Regions from separate parts of the Mus musculus genome. Here all the other regions are linked to region 3. A link is a contact called in public Hi-C and promoter capture Hi-C data. All regions are on one chromosome and are shown on one strand. The core of a region is the stretch at or near the end of the contact, and the rest is flanking DNA. Distances in the headings are between cores, read along the strand shown. Region 1 has its middle 21 kb from the start of Pgrmc2. Region 2 has its middle 5.0 kb from the start of Gm22043. Region 3 overlaps Jade1 (jade family PHD finger 1).

Region 1 (3,296 bases), core at 469-2,968, 520 kb before region 3:
TGCACCACCATGCCTGGTGTACATTCACTGTCCCATCCCATAATTCCTCTAACTTTAATCATATGCATAGACATACAAAGAAAAACAGGGGCTTCTTCCTAAAAGGTTACTAGAGGATACAGTTTTGACTTCTTTTGTATGAGTCCTGAGTGAGTTCAGGCCCGATTGGCCCTTTTGTTCTTTGTATGTGGATACATTGGGAATGCACTTGAATAGAAAAGATCTAAATCTGATTGCTAACAGGGGCAGGGAAACATCACTGTTCAGAGATGGGCATATGCATACTTCAGTGTGTGTATGGGATGTACTAGGGAGGGTTCTGGTTGCTGGGTACACAGCTTAGTTTAGGCATATTTATTGTATGCATAGTGCACACAGGTGAGAGGACTGGGCTACTGAATACACTATGACAGGAGGGAGTGTTGTGCTTATCTCCAGACCAAATTGGGTCCCAGGGAACAACTGTCTACTAGGCTTGCCTACCTCCAAAGGGCATCAGCGAAAGAACTCCGGATGTATGCCTGCTTTTATTGGAAGAGTACAGGCATATTGGCAAATGTAGCATCCCAGAGCTGAGATGTACTTCAGAGTTCAGAAACTGAAGCCCATGTGGTCCTAGCGGATCAAGTATTGACCTAAGCCAAGAAGAGATGTTACCTGTCTTGGCTAGGATTTCCATTGCTGTAATGAAACACTATAACCTTGGCAAGTTGGGGAGGAGGAGAGGGCTTACTCAGCTTACACTTACATATCGCTGTTCACCACTGAAGGAAAGTGAGGACAAGAACTCAAGCCAGGGTAGGAACCTGGGGGCAGGAGCAGATGCAGAGGCCATGGATTGTCCTGCTTACTGGCTTGTTCTGAATGGCTGCTCAGCCTCCTTTCTTAAGACCTAAGCCCACCAGCCCAGGGGTGACCCCACCCACAATAGGCTGGACCCTCCCTTATCAATCACTAGTTAAGAAAATGCTCTACAGTCTTGCCTACAGCCTGATCGTATGGAGGCATTTTTTCCTAATCCTCTCAGGTGACTATAGTTTGTCAGGTTGATGTGACTCTAGCTAGCACATTATCTAATAACAAAAATCCAGCAAAAACTTTTAAAAGAGATACTAATAATAAGTGTTCCTATATGTGGGCACAGGGGGTAAGGGAAGAGGGAAAAGAGAAAGAGGGAAAAGAGAAAGAAAATAAGTCTATGTATGTAAAGCCTTGGCTTACTGTTGTGAGTTATGAAATCTGTAGAGCTGGCTGACTAGACATGCAGGTAGGAGGTGATGCTGCAATTCTGAGTCCAAAATCTACAAATTTCACCAGGAAACCCCCAAACAGGCTGGCTCTGTGCTGAACTGTTCTGAAGGTCTTAGGTGGATTTGACAGTAGTTTGACCACATGAAACAGGTGATGTTGTTAAATCTGCTGACTCCACATGGTAATGTCTACAAATAGCTTTCACAACATCTGTTCAACCAAACAACTATGCATCGCAGCCTAGTCAAACCAACCTACAAAATGAGCCACCCAGAGCACATCTCAGTGAACTAGATTTTGTCTGTTCAAGAGACTGTTATCTGTATTTGATTTTGTGACTTCTTTTTTTAAATTTATGACTGACAAAGTATTCCCTGGTTTTAGAGTCAGTTCAGTCCTTCTAATCACTCCTTTTGCTCAACAAAGCTGGGCTGTGAAGTCAAAAGATCAGCTGAGACAAAGCAAGTCTAAGGGTCAACAGGAGATGCCACACTCGAGCTGTCACATGATCTCCTCACAATCTCATCTCCCAGTCCCAATTCTGGTATCTCAACTAGATTCACCATTACGCTATTTCAGGAAACCACAACTATGACTTTTCAGATGTCAAATAAATTATAAGAGTGTGTGTGTGTGTGTGTGTGTGTGTGTGTGTGTGTGTGTGAGAGAGAGAGAGAGAGAGAGAGAACATGCTTGTGTGCCAGAGGATATGAGTTTGTGTGTGCCAGAGGACATTTTTCCCCCGAGTTTCTTTTCCTTTTATTGTGATAAAATACTCAAGACAAAAGCACCCTAATGGAGAAATGATTTATTTTGGCCGACAACTCAAGAGTACAGTCCCATCACGGAGGGGAAGAATAGGTGGCAAGAGTTTGAAGCAGCTGATCACACAACCACAATCAGACAACTAGCTGTGAATACACTGCTGCTCAGTCCACCTTCCTTCCACTTTCTATAGACCCGGATCTCTCTGCCCAGGGGATGGTCCCACCGAGTCCAGATGAGTCATTCACAGCAAATGTACCCAAGACAGTGTGCCACACATGTGAACAGGAGCATGTCTCTAGTTGACAATACTTATCACAGGGGTTGTCCCTCAAGTCCCATCCACTGTTTTAGTCAGGGCCTCTCACTGGTCTGGAACTTCTTCAGTAGGCTAGAGCAGAAGGCTAGAGCAGAAGGCTCAGACTTAGGCCTTCCAAGCACTTTGCCATTCCAGCACTGAGAATATTAGCACAGAAACTGCTTGCTGAACTTACTATCTAATGCTATTACCAGGCACCACTGGGTACCATCAGGTGACCCAGGGGGAAGGCAGAGGCTGTTTTTTTCATATTGGGACTATCAGTTTAACTACCAAAAGACGTTCGGATTGTTACTTTATATCACCTAAAGATACTGAAAGGCTCGAGATGAAACTCCCTCACTGGGAAGCTGCACACTCGCTCCAGGGCCTAGGCACTTTCCATGCTTCCACAACACTCCTTAAGAACGTTCTTATGTGAGACATGACTTAACTCCTCTAACTCTTGGGCAAAGATCTGCCCCCTGCCACCCTCCTTACTCCCCCACCCCCATCCCCCGCCAGTTTCCATGTACTTTTATCACACTTTAGTTTGTTCTTTAGATTGTGGTTTTAAAATTCTGTGTGTATGTGTAACTGTGCACACATAAGCAGGTCCCCTGGAGCTGGAGTTCTAGGCAGTTGTGATCCATCCCGCATGGGTGCTAGCAGCCATCCCCTGCCAGGAGCAGAGCATCAGGGAACCATCTCTCCATCTTGACGAGCAAACTCAAGTGTTTCTTACCTTGTTTCCCAAGGTCTCACTGGTATCATCTAGGCCCTGTAAGGAGTGCTTGCCTCTGTGTTGACTGGTGGCTGGCCACAATAGGAAGAAATGACTTCCCTGGAGCAAAGCAAGGTTAAGTTATCCTGGTCACCTGGACACTGCTGGAGTGTATCGGCCTGCTGCCAGTTGTCACTTATACAGCTTCCTGCTAGATCTTAAGACCTTCATGGTCCACTCTTGGCTTCATAAACAATC
Region 2 (3,014 bases), core at 119-2,618, 590 kb before region 3:
GTGAACTTACAGTTACTGCAAAATTAGCTCATTAAAGTTTAGAATAAGTGCTGCTTGGATGCTCAAATGCGGAAGGTAAGCTCTCAAGGAAAGGTAATCAAAAATACGTGGCTGAACTGTGGGAAGAAAAAATGCTGGAATTTTAAAGGCTTATAAACCAGGTTCTTTATCCTGGAGACCAGAGGTACAGAGAGGAAGCTGGAATTTCAAAGACTGCATTTGTCTAGGTCAGCAAACACTTTTTGTTTTAATGGGGGGAGGGGTGTACTCTGTGTCTGGTGGATGCCAGAAGCACAGCTGATGACCCACGGGGCTCTAAGGGCCCTACATATTCTAAAGTATCACCAAGTCCAAAGTCAACAGTGCTGATTGAAGAAACCGTAATAAGCAAGGCAAAACCTTTAATCCCAGCAAAGGCAGGCGGTTCTCTGTGTGTTCGAGGACAGCCAGGGCTACACAGAGAAACCTTGTCTTGAAAAAAATAAAATAATAAAAAAATAAAAAGGAAGGAAAGAAAAGAATTTTTTTTCTTTTTTCCTTTTCCCTTTTCTCTTTTCTCTTTTCTTTTTGGTTTTTCGAGACAGGGTTTCTCTGTATAGCCCTGGCTGTTCTGGAACTCACTTTGTAGACCAGGCTGGCCTTGAATTCCAGAGTGCTGGGATTAGAGGCATGCGCCACTATGCCCGCCCACCCCCCCCCCCCTCTCTCTCTTTATTCTAATACTAAAGATACAAATCAGGGTTCAAGTATACTAGGCAAGTGCTCTACCACTGAACTACATCCCAGCCCCTGAAACAGTTAGACATGGTGTATTTAGATGCTGTCAGAAAAGCACCACACTCCAAAGTATGTACTTCAAAGGCTAAAGCACCTTTGGGGAAAAAAAAAAATCAGGTCATCTCTGATCTCTTACAACCTTCCTGGGTAGTTGTGGGGGATTGTGTTTCTTTACTAAGGCATGAAAACATTACAATATCTTATTTTGATATCCCCTTCCGTATCTAAAATGCCTACATTTCGAAGGCTATTTTTCCAGTAGCACGTGAGATTATAATTCATCTTAAAACTGATAATTTCTATGATAAGGAGTGTCAGAGAACAACTTTAGTCATCAGTTTAGGGATCAAATTCAAGTCCTAGGGCTTGCTAGTAAGTGGTATTTCCTACTGAACCATCTCTCCAGCTCTGTTCTATCAGTTTTGTTTGTGTGTTGAAGTCCTCTCTTTCAGAATATTTGTTGCCCCTCAATAATTATGACTATTGATTTGTGATTCTTACCAGCATTAGTTAAGTTGTAGACTTTGTCTTGTGGATATGAATACAGCCTGCTGAGCGTTGGGCCATTTTCATGAATGTCAGGTACAGCCCATACCCTTGACTGAGTTTCTACAGATTTGGACTTCTGTCCCACACCTTGGCAGAGAACAGACATCTGACTCTGGATCTCAGCCATTACAAAAACAAGTCGTGTTTTTCTCTGATAGGTACAGTTCGTTTCTGTTCTTTACTGATGAGATTATAGTTTATCCTTCTACCCCTGCTTGACTACATGTTCCTAAATAAAGGGAAGGAAGCTGCTTTGCAGTTGGTTTCCAAAATGCTTCTCTTTGAATGCTGCCTGCTGTCCGTTCCCGTTTTTGTGCTTTCCATTTGAAAGCTTTCTAGGATCATAGTGAGAGCAGTGTCTTCTGTCTTCTTTGCTATAATACTGGCTGGTTGCTGGTTCTTGTGTCATCAGTATAATCTCGTGAACTTTGTGCTTTCTAGAAACTCATAGTTCTTGACCTCATTTATTCATTGTTAAGTGAACTTTAAACATTATTTATACATTGTACATTATTATTGAACATAAACATGTAGTTATGTCATTTTCAACCCAAAATAAAAATCTATTGAAAACAAATTTTAATGAGTAGAGGGCATGGGTATGGAGATCAAAAGAAAATATGAGGAAGGAAGTCAGTTCTCTACTGTGTGGGTCCTGGGGATTGAACCCAAATCATCAGACTTGGAGGCAAGTGCCTTTAGCTGCTGAGCCTTCCTTTTAGCTCAATACAAAATCATTCCCTACAAGTTGAAAGGTTGGTGTTTGATTATTTAGGCTCCCCCTGTCCCATATACCCTACATATAGTCTTAAAAAATATATTCAGGATTGCCTCTCCTCTCTCCTCTCCTCTCCTCTCCTCTCCTCTCCCTCTCCTCCCCTCTCCTCCCCTCTCCCCTCTCCCCTCCCCCCCTCTCTCTCCTGTATGTGTGCACCACATACTTGCAGTGTCTGCAGAGGCCAGAAAAGGTTATTGACTCCCCTGGCACTGAGTTAGATTTGGTTTGAGCTACTAAGTAGGTACTAGGAGTTGAACCAGAAGAGCTGGTCTTCTTCCAGCGGACCTAGGCTAGGGAGATGGCTCTGTTGATAAAGGGTTTGCCTTGTTATCATTAGAGCCTGAATTTGGATCTCCAGTACCATATAAAACTTTAGGAATGGCATTGTGTGCCTGTAACCCTTGTTCTGGACAGATGGAGATAGGAGGATCAGTCTAGCCAGAACTTCAACCTCCAGGTGCAATGCAAGACTCCATCTCCAAAAATAAAGTGGAGGGGCTGGAGCGATGGCTCAGCAATTAAAATCACTGTCTACACTTCCTGAGGCACCCACATAGCTGCTCACATTTTCAAGTCCAGTTCCATGGTCTATGATGCCCTCTTCTGACCTCTACAGGCACTGCCCATTTGTAGCACAAACATATAAAAGCAGGGAAAAGTACCCATATACATAAAAATAAATAAAAGGAGCAACCCTGAAAAATCTGTTTGAATTCAACAACTAGTAATAAATAAGGTGGAGGACAATTTCTGACCAAAACACGCACATGTATACAAACATGTATATACACACAGTATATTCTGCATCTTATAAAGTATATTCACACATAGACAGTTTTTCTAGGGCAGTACCCGGCTCACCTTGTCACCTTGTCAACTAATGACAACAAATCGACATGACTAAGAATTC
Region 3 (2,893 bases), core at 211-2,710:
GACCAGAGTTACAGGTGAGAGTCCTTTCTGGGAAGAATGAATGGGTGGATCTTAGGACTGTGGCTGCCCATTCTGTGAATGAAGCTGTAGCTCACAGGGTGTCTATCTGAAGGGGGCTTTTGATTCCGTGTGGACGCCTGGTAATTACAGGGCATTCCTTTACTGCATGTGTGGCTGTGCATGTGTGCCTTAGGAGACAGGGTCTCTCACTGACTGGTCTGGGCCTTACTGGTTAGGTTAGTCTGGTCTACCTTCCAGGGAGTCCTATGGGTCCTTCTGCCTCTACCTGCTTTCTGGGAACCCTGCCTTTTTATGTGGGCTGTGGGTGTGGACATCAGGTCCTCACACGAGGTTACAAGCACTTTACCAACCAAACCATCTCTACAGTCAGTCTCCTTCCAGTGATCTTAGAAAATCAGTTGGTAAACAAAAAAGCCCACAAACTTTTTAATTGAGTGAGTTTCTCTGGAGGAACATATAAAATATTGCACTTAAAGTCCAGGAGCCTGAATTCCTGAATGAATCCTGTGGGTCTGTTCCAAAAGGGGAAACTTACTATCCGTTGTCAACGATTCAGGAACAGAGGTATATAAACATCAGTGTGTGTGTGTGTGTGTGTGTGTGTGTGTGTGTGTGTGGTTTGTGTCACATTAAAAGAGTGAGAAGCACCCCAGCAGCATTAGATATGGAGTTAGTAAACTGTTGTATTTTTGAAAGGTCTATTTTTAATTATGTGTCTGGGTTGGTATGAGCACGGGAATGTCAGTACCACAGAGGCTGGACAGAGTTACAGAACATAGTGGGGGGTGCGGGGGGGGGCGCGCAGTGGGTTCAGGTAGCTGAGCTCTGGTGCTGTGCAAGAGCTACCTTACCACAGCGCTTCTCTCTAGCCCCTCGTGCTGCTCTTTAAAAAGGGCAGTACATTGTGAGAGGACCTCGACAAGAGGAGGGGTTAGGTTTGAGGGAAGAGGACCTTGAAGTATGTATGAGATTAATGGTAATTGAGGATTGGGGATGAATAAGAGCTGTTTTTGTGGGGCACCTAAGTGGAAATTTCCTTTACAAAAGGTAAACTTATGATCAGGCAGGAAGAAGGCAACTCAAAATAACCTTTAGGCCCAAGTGGCATGTTTTGTTCCTCTATGGTCTGGTGTTTTCTGCCTCTTTTGACTTCCCTTTTGCAGGTCTGTCCGGAGTGGAACTTTGGGGTTTTAATTACTCCCTTGCTTTACTGCAGTGGCTCTCCACACTGCCCCTCTGTGCAAAACAGACCTCATTACGTTTGTGGTGATTCCCAGCAAGGAGCCTTGGTTGGATGGGGCGGTGAAGCGCTGCCATTCTCCTGCCCTGAAAAGCTCTCCCTTTTCTTTGGGAGTCATTGACCTGGCAGGAAGGTTGTGGTCCCACAGACGTCAAGGCAATCAATAATTTTAGTGTAGAGAAGCTTTTGTGACTTGTTGGAACACTGTTGATATAGTTCTGTCCAAGTTCTTCTGTAACTGTCTGTGTAGTCTTGGCCCACTGTTCTGTTTCATGAAGGCAGTGGTTTTCTGAACTGAGGTGAGCTGAAGGACTGGCCAGGTAGGCTAGGCTGTTGTACCACTGATTATTAATTAGTTCATACTTGTCCTGAAAGGATTTGGGTAATAAGGAGTGGGGTTTCCCCGACTAGTACGACCTTGGATGGGTTGCTGTAAGGAGCAAAGGAAGGGGTCCGGATCGGGGTTCCTGAAGCCTGTGGTTCCTCTGAGGGGTTGGGGAAGGCAGATGAAGATGGGTGTCTTCCCATCACCCCACTGGTTCATTCTAGAGCTGCAGCTTGTTGCATAGCTCATTTTGGCAAAATTTGGGGCTCATTTTAGCAGGCCTTGCCAAGGAAGCCTGATCATGCCAGTGCAGCATTGTAAACACAGCAGTAGGCACAGCCCCATCCCTGCCCCCCAACAAGCACAGAGCATGGATCTGTCTGAGGGAGCTCACTGCTGGAGGATTGTTTTCTGTAGTGCTGGCTGCCGGGGCTGACGAGACTCCTGGAGTAGTTGTAGTGGTGTCTGGGAACTGGAGGGAAGGGTGGCACCTGGGAGACCTGCCCACATGTGACTTTACCACTCACCCCCCCCCCACTCTTAACCTGCTCTGTTAATGATTTCAGCTAATTATGTGCCTTTGGTCTTTTCACTGTTTGCAATTCAAATGCTACTTGAGGCCCGTGTTTGCTTTTGTTTGCAGCATCCTGGCTGCCATCTGAAGCACAAGTTGATGATCGCGTGTTCCCATCTTGGGTTAAGTGCTGTCTCATTGCTTTGCAGGCTGCCTGCTGTCTCCCGGGGAGATCATGAAACGAGGTCGCCTTCCCAGCAGCAGTGAGGATTCTGACGACAATGGCAGTAAGTCCTGCTTTGTTGTTCTTGGAGCCTACCGGGGCTTGGGTCAGTGTGAAAACATGATTTTATAGTATAATGCTCTAAATAGTCGAGGCCCTTTGCATATCAGGCAGGTCAGAGAAAGGCAAGGCCTGGAGAAAGACATCTGAGTGTGCTACTGCAGGGCTGGAAGCAGATCTTTCCCGGTAAGGTTGACTGCAGGCAGGCCTTCTGCAGGCTTCCTGTGTGTTATCCAGGGAGAAGAATTTAGTTCCAAGAGCCACTGGTGTGTCTGTTTTCATTAAACAGCATTTATGGTACCTCGCATTGCTCTCTATGAAGAGGAGACTTAATCAAAGCCAGGTAATGATTAACTGGCTGAGCCTGCCGGGGCTCCGAGGGCAGAATGAAGGGCTGCCCAGCGTGACGTGAGGGTACCAAGTCCAGGCACATGAGTCCCTAACCTTTCCTGCTGTCACAGGATGGAGTGATACCGCCACTGTCTGCAGCTCAGCTTTCTGGCAACCTCA

What was found. Promoter capture Hi-C pulls out the DNA fragments that hold promoters and counts their contacts. Hi-C and Micro-C count contacts between places; a contact is called where the count stands out from the background.
Region 1: a Hi-C map of liver shows a contact between it and region 3, with 1.8 times the contacts expected there. The contact joins two enhancer-like sites. A contact is called at or near these places in 5 of 39 promoter capture datasets (cranial neural crest, hematopoietic stem and progenitor cells, hippocampal neurons and 2 more), 11 of 484 Hi-C or Micro-C datasets (the AML12 cell line, Sertoli cells, cardiomyocytes and 7 more), 4 of 115 datasets of contacts at active chromatin or transcription factors (bone marrow-derived macrophages, epiblast stem cells, extraembryonic endoderm stem cells and 1 more) and 1 of 9 other capture datasets (adipose tissue).
Region 2: a contact with region 3 is called in a promoter capture Hi-C map of liver, with 2.3 times the contacts expected there. The contact joins two enhancer-like sites. A contact is called at or near these places in 2 of 39 promoter capture datasets (both in liver), 1 of 484 Hi-C or Micro-C datasets (liver), 3 of 115 datasets of contacts at active chromatin or transcription factors (embryonic forebrain, large pre-B cells and neural tube) and 2 of 9 other capture datasets (adipose tissue and pancreatic islet).

What each region holds. Positions count from the first base shown.
Region 1 is chr3:41,060,658-41,063,953 of GRCm38.p6, forward strand. No RefSeq gene overlaps it. Among named protein-coding and RNA genes, the nearest start is that of Pgrmc2, 21 kb to the right of the region's middle. Within about 2 kb of position 1,719, at least 8 of the 459 cell types and tissues checked have an H3K27ac peak or open chromatin away from gene starts, as enhancers often do. A contact at or near this core is called in liver, where this site is marked.
Region 2 is chr3:40,986,228-40,989,241 of GRCm38.p6, forward strand. It overlaps a transcript of Larp1b not described here. Among named protein-coding and RNA genes, the nearest start is that of Gm22043, 5.0 kb to the right of the region's middle. Within about 2 kb of position 1,369, at least 2 of the 459 cell types and tissues checked have an H3K27ac peak or open chromatin away from gene starts, as enhancers often do. A contact at or near this core is called in liver, where this site is marked.
Region 3 is chr3:41,578,886-41,581,778 of GRCm38.p6, forward strand. It overlaps Jade1 (jade family PHD finger 1), which reads left to right. Exons shown (of 11, transcript NM_001130184.1): 2 at 2,310-2,387. The coding sequence starts at 2,336. Among named protein-coding and RNA genes, the nearest start is that of Jade1, 25 kb to the left of the region's middle. Within about 2 kb of position 1,461, at least 110 of the 459 cell types and tissues checked have an H3K27ac peak or open chromatin away from gene starts, as enhancers often do. A contact at or near this core is called in liver, where this site is marked.